2 separate regions of the Rattus norvegicus genome follow, and region 2 is linked to region 1. Evidence: chromatin contacts called from public Hi-C data. All regions are on one chromosome and are shown on one strand. The core of a region is the stretch at or near the end of the contact, and the rest is flanking DNA. Distances in the headings are between cores, read along the strand shown.

Region 1 (5,381 bases), core at 2,187-4,686:
CCCTCCAAGTCCCGGGAGGCCAACAGAGGTGACATATCCAGGCTTACCACAGTGTGAGGGCCCCGTGAATAGGCAACAGGACATCCTCTCACAGGCAATAACACAAACTTCACTGAAAGGAAACAACTCCTGTAGTGCAAACTGTGACAGACCCAAGACCAACTATTTGAGCTTTAGCCCCAGTGGAAACTGGAGCTAGGAGAGAGAAAGGGGAGCTTCATCAAAGTACGCAGACAATCCGGCAGAAACACTCTGTGACACCACCTCCCCATTCGGACACTTTTTGAACACACTCAGACACGGATAACATTGTGATCAAGAAGGCTTCAGGAGCCAGCCAGATGATCCAGTGGTCAAATCAAAGAATTGCCAAGTTCCTGAGAGCCTGGCTGAAGCCCAAAGGGGCCCAGGTGTATTGCACTTTCTAACTCGGCAGCCACCGCCCTTCCGCTAACCTAAGTGAATAGAAGCACGTGGTCAGCCCAGCCCCAAGGAGAGAAACTTGGGGGCGTCCAGGCAAAGATCCTTTCAGAAGTCAGACTAGCTCTCCCAGTTTGCCTCTCTTGTCTGTCTTCAGGCAGTTCCCAAGTTCTGAAAAAGGTAGGACCACACCCCAGTGCCCAACACGGTCCTCCACCCCCATAGCTCTACCCCAACCCCTCAAACCAGCTCCTCAGGCTCAGAGTGGTGTGCTCTGCCAGAACCTGACAGTTCCAAGTGGAGCATAAGAGTCTGGTAGTGGAGCACAAGGCCTGGTAGGGCTCTGAACCTCTAAGCAGAGCCTCTCTAGGCCTGAAGTGAACTAGGACTCCATAGCTCAGCTTCTGTCCTTAGCTAATGCTACTTTTCTTCTTCCACAGAGCTCCTTGGTCCACCATTTTTCTCTTGTCCTTTCCTGGACCTGGAGCCGTGGGGTGATAGGCCAAGACCCTCTCCCTCGCTGCTGACCTCCATACCATTAGCACTCAGCCTCGGATGACTCACATGCCTGTCTCTCAATGTCCTGGAACTCTTCACAATGTCCCTTTGCATAATCTCTTAGGGACAAGAGCTTTAGAAGGAGTTCAGACATCTTCCAGATGTCATCCCTATCCACACCCAGGCCCCTGAGTCCTTTACTAGCTCAGCCCCCATGTTCCCAGTTCCTTTCCCATACTCCCCTTGCCCCATAACTCCGCTCAGAACAAGGAAGTGCCCCTTAAATGAGGGGTTCCCTTCTATTGAACAATCTGCACATTCTACAAACCAGATACAGCCCCTGCCCATAGTTTTTCAAGTTAAGAAAAGGAAGCTACTGGTTCACTCAACTTGGAAAAAGGTAAAGAGACCCACCCTACCCCCAGGGACATCCCTAATAGTGCCAGGACCAAAACTCACCTAAGCTATTCTCAGTATGGGTAGAGAAAGACCCTAAACATGGCTCATGGCATCTTCCTGTGTGCCCTTCCCTCTCCCAGTCACCTATGAGGATCATTGGATCTTGTGAACTCATCCCAACATCTATTATATGTTACGCTTGCTGTTAAGGAAAAGGGTGCAGTAAGGTGGTTCTGTCGTTGCTAAAGTTTAGGGGCAGACTGTTTCAAAACGATTTGTTGGGAGTCCAGCGGTTTTCTGGGAACAGAAATAGACCTCTGGGTCCTTTTTCTCCAGGGAATTCCAGGTCAATCTCCAAGGACCCCCGATTACCACTAGAGGAAGCTTTTCCCATCCACAGAACGGGGACGTTGAGAATAATACAAGCACCCGGAGCACCGCGTGTCCTCAGAGACAGCCTAGGGCCACACCCTGCCAAACCAGAGTGACAACCCAGACATCATGCGCACAATCTTCTGTGGTCACACTGTGCAGAAGTGACAGAGCGCACAGGCAAGCACACCACACACACACACACACACACACACACACACACACACACACACGCACGCACACCAGGGACACTACGTGGTCAGGACTCCATTTGACTTATAGCATATCCCCGGGGTTCCCCCTAAGAGTCTTCCAGTGCTCATCGCCATGTACAGCTAGCCCTGCTGCCAACCCAGAGCCACCAAGGTTCTGTGTCCCCCAGACCCGTCCTGGCATTACAAGAGGCTCCGGCCAGAGGAGGCCCAGGCTCCCGCACTCTGCACATCCCCTCCCTGCATGGGAAAGCCTTACATAACACAGCTCTCTGCACACACCCTAAGCACGCTGCCTTTCCAACTCCACAGTAGGATCTTGCCCCCCGCCCTCTCCGCTGGCGTGCACTGCAAAAGTGGAGGGTTCCAAAGAGAGCAGTGAAGTCCTTCACCTACGCCCAGCGCTCCGGCCCCACCGCCTACACACGGCCCCTTTCCCCCCTCCCCTCTGCCCCTCACCCCCCTACCCCGAATTCTGGTTTGAATTAGTCACCGGCTCCAACCACTACATTCCTCAGGCTGCTGGAATCCAGCCAGGCGCTGGGGCGGGGGCCATCCCGCCCGGACGAGTTTGGGAGTGGGGTGGGGTGGGGAGAAAGCACCGCCCCTAGAAGGAGCAAGGGAGGTTCTGGGGACTAAGTCGATTGCACAGCCCCCTCCCCGCCCACCCCAGCGCAGGAATCTCCCTAATTATGTCCCCCACCCCCCACTCCCACCCATCCCACAGGGAGGCACGCTGCAAACTTCCAGGCTCCGACGCCCTGGAGAAAGAAGAGAGTTTTCTGGATCTGGAAACACAGAGGGGCAAGACTAGGGCGGGGCAGCTGAAGGGGAGCTGTTGAAGTCGCCGCTAGGAGCCAGAAAGGGAGAGGCTAGTGGTACAGAACAGGGTGGGGCCGAGGGGATTCCGGACGCGAAGTTCGAGATGGAGTCGTGGGGAGCCGCGAAAGACAGCAGAGGGGGCACGCGGTGCAGGGGCGTGGGAGGGGCGGTGGGGAATCTTGGAAAACTTCCTCAGTAAACATGGAATAGGAACCCAGTAGCGCTCTGAGCCACCGCCCCAAAGAGAGGGAGGTGGGTCAGGGACCACCAGACCAGGATGGCCTGCAGTGCAATTGGGACGACAATCCACCCGCGGAAAAAACCTAAGAACACTTGGAAGCGATGTTCTAACTTAGTTAAACTTGGCTCCAACTCTGGAGAAAGAGCTTTACTCCCGAAGCGTGACGCGTCGCCTGCCCCGGCGGCCGTAGGCGGCCGGGTTTGCTCCAAACTGTTGGAACTCTCGCAGTGACACTAGCGCAAATGCACCTCGTCCGAGTCCCTCTCTCCCCTGATCGCCCATACCCTGGTCCCACACCTCGATGCCCAGCGCTTCGCTTCCCTACCTGTGGGCTCAGCCCCAGGACGCAGCCATTGCCGGCGAAGGGCCCGAGGTCGTAGTGCTGTGACTGCTGGCGACAGCGAGTCCCAGTCGGGACGGGTCTGGCAGGGCGGACAGTGCAGTCCCCGCGGCAGAGCTGCTCCGAGTGGCCGGGCCCCCGCGCGCGGAGGCGGCTCTTGTAGGTCGGGCGGGTCTGCCCGGAGCTATGGGGAGAGGGCGGGGCCGGGCGGGGCCCGAACAGGGCTGGGACCTGAGAGTGAGACCAACACTGAAGCCACCCTGGAATGGGCTGGTGAAGGAAGAACGTTGAGGGGGCTCAGGGACTAGGAGGCGTTGCCTTTTCCCCCTCCTCTATCCCATATACTGCTCCTGTCCCGGGTTTGGATCTTCCCACTTCATTTTAAACAGTGTATATGTCTTCACTGGCAAGAAATTCCTGGAAGCACGCAGGGGCAGAGGCTCACCCTCACAGTTGGAATCCAGCATCAACCTATTCTGCAGGACAGCCAAGAAGTTCAGATGATTCAACCTCGACCTCCAGCCTCCACACAGACCTTTGAGCTTTCTCTCAAGCTCAGATACATTAGTCCCAGGCCCCAGCCTGCTCTCCGTCCCTAAGCTTCTTGCAGCCTCGCCCATTTCTCGCCTTCCGGCTCTCTCTTCTACAAAACACACTGACTCTAAGACTTAGATCCGACCCCTAGGAATGGAGTCTGCTCTTCATTTCATCGACACCAGTCGGGCCTGCAGCCATTGTACGAGCCATGGGACTGCTCACCCCATTTCTGTAAACCCTGCCCCCCACCCCGTGCCTTTTGGGTGTTTTGTTTGGGGGAAGAAGCACAGACTGTGTAACACCGGCGATTCTGGAACTGGAACCGGCTAGAACCTGATAGCCTTACAGATTCGCCTGCCTCTGCCTCCCTGGGATGCAAGGCAGGAACCACTATGCCCCAGTGAGCTTGAGGAACCCAACATCCAGCTTTTTCTTTGCCTCCCAGTCCTTCTGCCCCTCACAGTTCCTCCCCCATATTCCCATTTGTAAGTGCTCAGCTCCCGATTTACAGCCATTTCCCACAGCCACTTCTAACTATATGTGGATTTTATTAAATGTTTAATGATGGGGTGCAGAGATCTTCTGGCTACATCCCCCCTCCACACCTCCCTTTTTCTTCTTCCCTATGAGTTCTACCCTCCCTGGCAGGTGGCTACCCAACTGCCCACTCCAGTTTCCCTTCCTTCCCAAACGCCCCAAGAGACCTCAAGCTGGAGAACTGAGACCTTGGCCTGAGGCAGGAGCACCTTCGCTCCAAGATCATGAGTGGGCTGGGGCTGAGACCAGCCCTGCCCTGTCCTCTGAAATGGCAAACATGTTTACAGGCTAAAAATATCAGCCAAGTCTGCTGCCAGCCCTGGGGGCTGTGTCCAGGTCCAGTTACCACACAGGGTACAGGCGATGGGGGGAGGGAGACCACAGAAGGGAGAGATAGAGAACAGCCCTGTATATAATGGACGCACCAGGGTGGAGAAATGTAGGTAGAAATTCAGACAGGCATGGACGTGTAAGGACAGGCAAAGCAGAGACTTGGTTACTAACATTCGTTTCTCTCCTCTCTCTCTCTCTCTCTCTCTCTCTCTCTCTCTCTCTCTCTCTCTCTCTCTCTCTCTCTCTCCCCAACCCACTAAACATCACAAACACACTGTCAATAGGCCCCAAATCCACTCCTTTCCCCGCACTCACTAGAGTGAACTCTTTTTTTTTTTTTTTTTTTTTTTTTTTTGGTTCTTTTTTTTTCCAGAGCTGGGGACCGAACCCAGGGCCTTTCGCTTCCTAGGTAAGCGCTCTACCACTGAGCTAAATCCCCAGCCCCTAGAGTGAACTCTTAGTGAGTTCCAGGCCACCCAGAGATATGAAGTAAGGATCAGGCTTTTCAAAAAAATAAAACTCAAGAGCCAGTTGTGGTTTTTTTGTTTCTCCTTCTTTAATTTAGTGTGCATGATCATGTGGAGGTCAAGGAACAACTTGTGGGAGTCTGTTCTCTGCTTGCACTGTGATCAAAAAGGTCATGAGGCTTGGTGGCAGGTACCTGAACAGG
Region 2 (5,609 bases), core at 2,753-5,252, 38 kb before region 1:
ACATACACACTTTATTTTGGAGGGTTGTCTTAGTATTTCTATTACTGCAACGAAACACCATGACCAAAAAGCAGGCTGGGAGGAAAGAGTTTATTTGGCTTACACTTCCATATCACTGTTCATCATTGAAGGAAGTCAGGACAGGAACTCAAACAGGGAAGGAACCTGGAGGCAGGAGCTGGTTCGAGGCCATGGGGTGCTGCTTACTGTCTTGCTCTCATGGCTCGGCTTGCTCAGCCTTTCTTATAGAACCCAGGGCCACCAGCCCAGGGATGGCACCACCCACAATGGCCTGGGCCCTCCCCACGTTGATCACTAGTTAAGAAAATGCCTAACAGCTGGGTCTCATGAAGGCTTTTCTCAACTGAGGCTCCTTCCTCTCCGATTGTGTCTACCTATCACTTGTGTGAAATTGACACACAAAACCAGCCAGTACAGATGGGTTGTTATGTTTTACATAGTTTTTTTGACGAATGTGGGTTTTTTACCTGCATGCCTGGAGCCCTCTGAGGCCAAAAGAAAGCATCAGGTCCCCTGGCATTACAGATGGCCGTGAACCACCATGTGGGTTCTGGGGACTGAACCTGGGTTCTCATTCTCTCTCTCTCTCTCTCTCTCTCTCTCTCTCTCTCTCTCTCTCTCTCTCTCTCTCTCTCTCTCTCTCTCCAGCCCCTATTCTATTTGGAGACAAGGTTGCTTCATTGCTCAGCTGGTCTTAAACTCTTGGGCTCGAGTGATCTTCCTATCTTAGCCTTCCTATAGGAGGCACCACCGATCCACACCACCAGTCTAGCTTTTTTGGGTAGGGAGAGGGAGTTGAATTAAGGTCTCACTATGTAGCTCTAGCTTTCCTAGAACTTATGATGTATACAAGACTGACCTCAAACTCAGAGATCTGCCTGCCTCTGCCTCGTCAGTGCTGGAATTAAAGGCGTGAGCCACCATCCTGGCTCTCTCTCTCTTTTTTATATATATATATTTTAATAAAAATGAAAACAACTGAAGGGCGGCATAATAGTTGTAGCCACGCTTCACTGACTGAGCCATGAATAACATGCCAGATGCCTGCCTCTTGTTTGGGACCTCACTGACAGAAAACTCTCCCACTCACCCTTCTCCCACAGCAGCTACCAGCAGCCACCATTCTCAGGTTTTAAGATCTTCACTTTCTGTGTCAGGCTCCCACCTGACCTCCTGTCGACCCATGTATCCTTCTGAAAGCTGGGATGGTGCAGACCTGAGGAGTGTCACCGACAGTCTGCAGACCGTGCATTCCTGACTGCAGCTGAATTCACACTTTAACAGTTCAAGGGAAGCAGCTGGCCTGCAGAAACCTCGACCATAACTCAGAGAAGAAGAATAAAAAACAAAACAAAAACAGCTCTGGTGTTCGGTGTTCGCTTTCTGTTTGCTTGTATTTGTTCTCATCCCTGACTTTAGGAAAAAGCCTCTGAGACTCCCAGCAAGGGATAGAAGGAAAACAGGTGTCCCTGCTGCTGATGGGAAGTGTATGCAGCGATAAGATAGCGGCGGTGGCTCACAGAGTTTCTGCCATGTGCTGGGTGCCACATGCCAGGTGCTGGCGTTATGCCAGAGATACAATAATAAGAAGGAACACAGGGCTGGAGAGATGGCTCAGTGGTTAAGAGCACCGACTGCTCTTCCAGAGGTCCTGAGTTCAAATCCCAGCAACCACATGGTGGCTCACAACCATCCGTAATGGGATCTGATGTCCCCTTCTGGTGTGTCTGAAGACAGTTACAGTGTACTCATATACAAAATAAATAAATAAATCTTTAAAAAAAAAAAGAAGGAACACAGCATCCCTCCCTCACAGGATCAACAATCTAATGGGGAAGAGAGACCGACAAGCCATCAGTCGCTGTTATCCGAACATAAGTAGCACTAAACCCAGGAAACTAGAGGAATGAGAGCACAGAAGAGGGCTGGAGAGGTGGCTCAGTGGTTAAGAGCACTGGCTGCTCTTCCAGAGGTCCTGAGTTCAATTCCCAGCAACCACATGGTGGCTCACAGCCATCTGTAATGGGATCTGATGCCCTCTTCTGGTGTCTGAAGAATTGTACTCACATACATAAAGTAGATAAATAAATAAACCTTTTAAAAAGGGCTGGAGAGATGGCTCAGCGGTTAAGAGCACCCTACTGCTCTTTCAGAGGTCCTGAGTTCAATTCCCAGCAACCACATGGTGGCTCACAGCCATCTGTAAAGAGATCCGATGCCCTCTTCTGGTGTATCTGAAGACAGCTACAGTGTACTTATATATAATAAATGAATAAATCTTTAAAAGAGAGAGAGAGAGAGAGAGAGAGAGAGAGAGAGAGAGAGAGAGAGAGAGAGCACAGAAGAATCGGGAAAGAGAAAGGAGTCAGGGCACACTGAAACCCAAGGGCAAGAAAAGAGAGGGCTGCATCCAAGCCAGAGGGCTGCTGGGAAAAGCTGAATGTGGCTGGCAAGGCCAATCAGAAAACTCTCGGAAACTGACAATCACTGAAGTAAACAGTAGAGGGGGGGCCTGGGAGTCAAGGTTCCCTGGGTATGGTTAGGTATGGACAAACTGGGTTACCTCCACACGCTTCCCTCTCTGTGTGAACCAACAGTCAGGCTGGCCCACCACAGCATTCTCATCCAGTTTTTTGTTTTGTTTTGTTTTGTTTTCTGTCTTGGTTTTTGAGACAGGGTATCCAGGGTAGCTCTGGCTGTCTTGGAACTTGCTGTTTGGATCAGGCGGCCCTCAAACTCTCAGAGATCAACTGACCTCTGCCTCCCAATTCAATGCCCTGGGATTAAAGGTATGTGTCACCCTACCCCACAAAGATTGTTTTTAAGTGGGTATGTGTGTATCTGTGTGAGTTCACAGATGACACCACACGAGTTCAGATACCCAAGGAGGCCAGAAGAGAGGGTCCGCTCCCCTGGAGCTGGAGTTGCAAATGGATGTCAGCTACCCAACATGGGGGTTGGGAATCAAACTTTGGTCCTCTCCCAAGGAACAGGAGTCACTCTCAACCACTGAGCCATCTTTCCAGCCAGCCCACCTGCATCCAACTTTTAAATCTTTCTAACAAATATTAAGCAAGTGCTAGTAAATACACTCCAAATTCAACCCATTGTCAGGGCACAGTGAATAAAAGACAAGTCACAACCCCCATGTTTTTTCCTGTACTCATTCCTGTGACCAACAAAACTTATCAAAGGTTTCCCATGATTATGTAACAAGAACATGACAAGCGACACAGGATCCAACCATTTCCCCTCTGGAAACAACGAAGGGGAGGGAGTGTCTGCAGAACATGCAGTACAGGGCTTTGTACCTGGGACACTGGCAAGGGTTGGAATGGCCATCCAGGGGCAAGAGCCTGGCTAATCCAAAGCACTTATTTCCTTCTGATAATCAGTAATCTGTAATTTCCCACTTCTGGGGGTAGTAATTACTCCAAACAAAGAACAGTAACCAAAAACAGTATTTAAAGGGAGTGGCTTTTCTCCCTCCAGAAGAGATCTGTGGCTCGATTAAAGAAAAAAACAAAAACCTTAGCTCAAAACTCGTCTATTAGATTCAACAGGAATAATACTTTGAAGGAAAATATGGTATGCAAACAGAAAAAAAAGTGAAAGCCTACCCACGCCAGACCCCCACCCCCTAGCCGGGCTCCACCCCCTACCAGGCTCCACCCCCTACCAGGCTCCACCCCCTACCAGGCTCCACCCCCTACTAGGGCCCCATCCCTTACAGGGCTCCACCTTCCGGCAGTGAATTTGCCCTACCTGACCCACCTTACTCCTACAGCTGAAATTCCTAGAATTTATTTTCTAGGAATTTAGACAATTCAAATCGGCTGCCTTTGCTCTCTCACCTGACATCCCTATCTGCCTGAAGGGCCCACTTGAAATTCAAGTGGTGAGCCAAACTCGCCGGCTTACAAATAGAAAATGCGCTGTCATTCTTCTCCCTTGACTTTTCACATTCCAGCCCTCCCCACTGCCTGCCTGCCTGCCAGAGCCAGGGGAACAGAGCCACGGCTGCCTGGCAGCTATGTACCCTGGGAGAGACTGCACACACAGGAAAAAACACACAGAGCAGGCTACACTGCATGGGTGAAAAAAATCAAAGCCTTCCACTTTGGGTGGACAGGAGTAGCGACCTTTAATCTAAAGAAAGCTCTTTCCTCGGTAGGGCAACCAGTGCCCATACTGCAGGCCAGTGTGACTACAGCTCAGTAATGAGGGCTGTCAGACTCCAGGAGATGGATGGACGGGCCTTAAATAGTCACCTATCAATGGGAGAATGACCTTGAACTTCAGAGTCTCCTGCCTCGACCTCCTGTGTTTTGGGGTTTCAGCCAGGTTTATGATAACGGCAAGCCCCGGACTTTATGCATGCTACATTCCCAGTCCACACACAAGTCTTATTTTTATTATAATTTGTGTGTATTTGTATGTGTGTGCATGTTTATGCATGTGCACATGTGTGCGGGTCCAAGTCTATGCCCATGAATGTGAAAGCCAGAGCCAAAGTCATTTATCTTTCTCTATCATTCTCTTCTTCTCTTCAGACCTTCTTCTCGAGATCTGGTCTTCACTTGACCTCAATCACCAATGGGCTAGACTGTCAGACCAGAGAGCTCTGGGAGTCCTCCATCCTCACCCCCCCCCCCCAATGATAGGGTTACAGACCAGAACACCATGCCCACCTTTTACCTCAATTCTGGACACCAGCACTCAAGTCCTCATGCATGAGCAGCAAGAGCTTAAATACCGAACCATCTCCCCAGCCCTCTATTAAATAGCAACATTCAAAAGTGCACACACCTAAGATGTTGTCACGTACAAGCTCATCTCTTCAGCAAAGTCTGGATGAAGGAGAGAGCTGGGGCTAATGCTGCATTTTAGAAATTAAGGTCCCACCAAGTAAGTCCTAGAGGCAACACATAGAGTGTGGACCACATACCACAGCTGCCAGCTGGTCTCTGCTGGTCTTTTTCTGTGATTGCCCAGTCTGTTTCAGCCCATTACTTCTCAGCGGTTGGACCTAAATAGATGAAAATCTGCCTAGGAACTGTGACAGAACTGGGATTAGTTCCAGGATTGGCCGGGTGGCTAAAAGGGGCTGCAGTTAACCCCCAAAGACTGGGCTCCCTTGTTCCCTGGGCACTAACAGCCGGGATTGGTGAATTGGGGGGGAGGGGAAGGGGCGGGGATGTCCAATCATTTGGTTTGGGGTCAGAGCAAAAATTTTGCCTCGATGTCACAGTGCTCTGATTTTCTTAGAGTACATTTATTTGGGGCATCCAGAAAGGCAGGGCTCAAGCCCTCCGAAGCCACCCTTTGGGGCTATGAACATGGTAAGGAATAAAGCCAACGTTTTGCACGTACTAGACCGTTGAGTCACACCCCAACCTCTCTTCCTTTTTTCTGGTCTTCCTCCTCCACACCCTTTACGTTTCTCTGGCTCATCCAAATCATCCTGGCTCTGACTAATCCACTTTTGCCAGGCTTCCCCTCGGATTTTGACTTGTTTCCTTGTAAACTCTGATCTGTGACTGAAGAGCTCTAAGTGTCCTGAGTTCTTACCCTCAGGCTTGGAACCA

Evidence for each region. Hi-C and Micro-C count contacts between places; a contact is called where the count stands out from the background.
Region 2: a Hi-C map of psoas muscle shows a contact between it and region 1, with 1.9 times the contacts expected there. The contact joins the enhancer-like site here to the promoter of Ahnak in region 1. A contact is called at or near these places in 3 of 12 Hi-C or Micro-C datasets (the A7r5 cell line, mammary epithelial cells and psoas muscle).

What each region holds. Positions count from the first base shown.
Region 1 is chr1:215,309,409-215,314,789 of GRCr8, reverse strand. Ahnak (AHNAK nucleoprotein) reads right to left here and starts at 3,436. Exons shown (of 5, transcript NM_001398671.1): 1 at 3,290-3,436.
Region 2 is chr1:215,348,099-215,353,707 of GRCr8, reverse strand. It overlaps a transcript of Ahnak not described here. Among named protein-coding and RNA genes, the nearest start is that of Ahnak, 40 kb to the right of the region's middle. Within about 2 kb of position 4,002, at least 31 of the 93 cell types and tissues checked have an H3K27ac peak or open chromatin away from gene starts, as enhancers often do. A contact at or near this core is called in the A7r5 cell line, where this site is marked.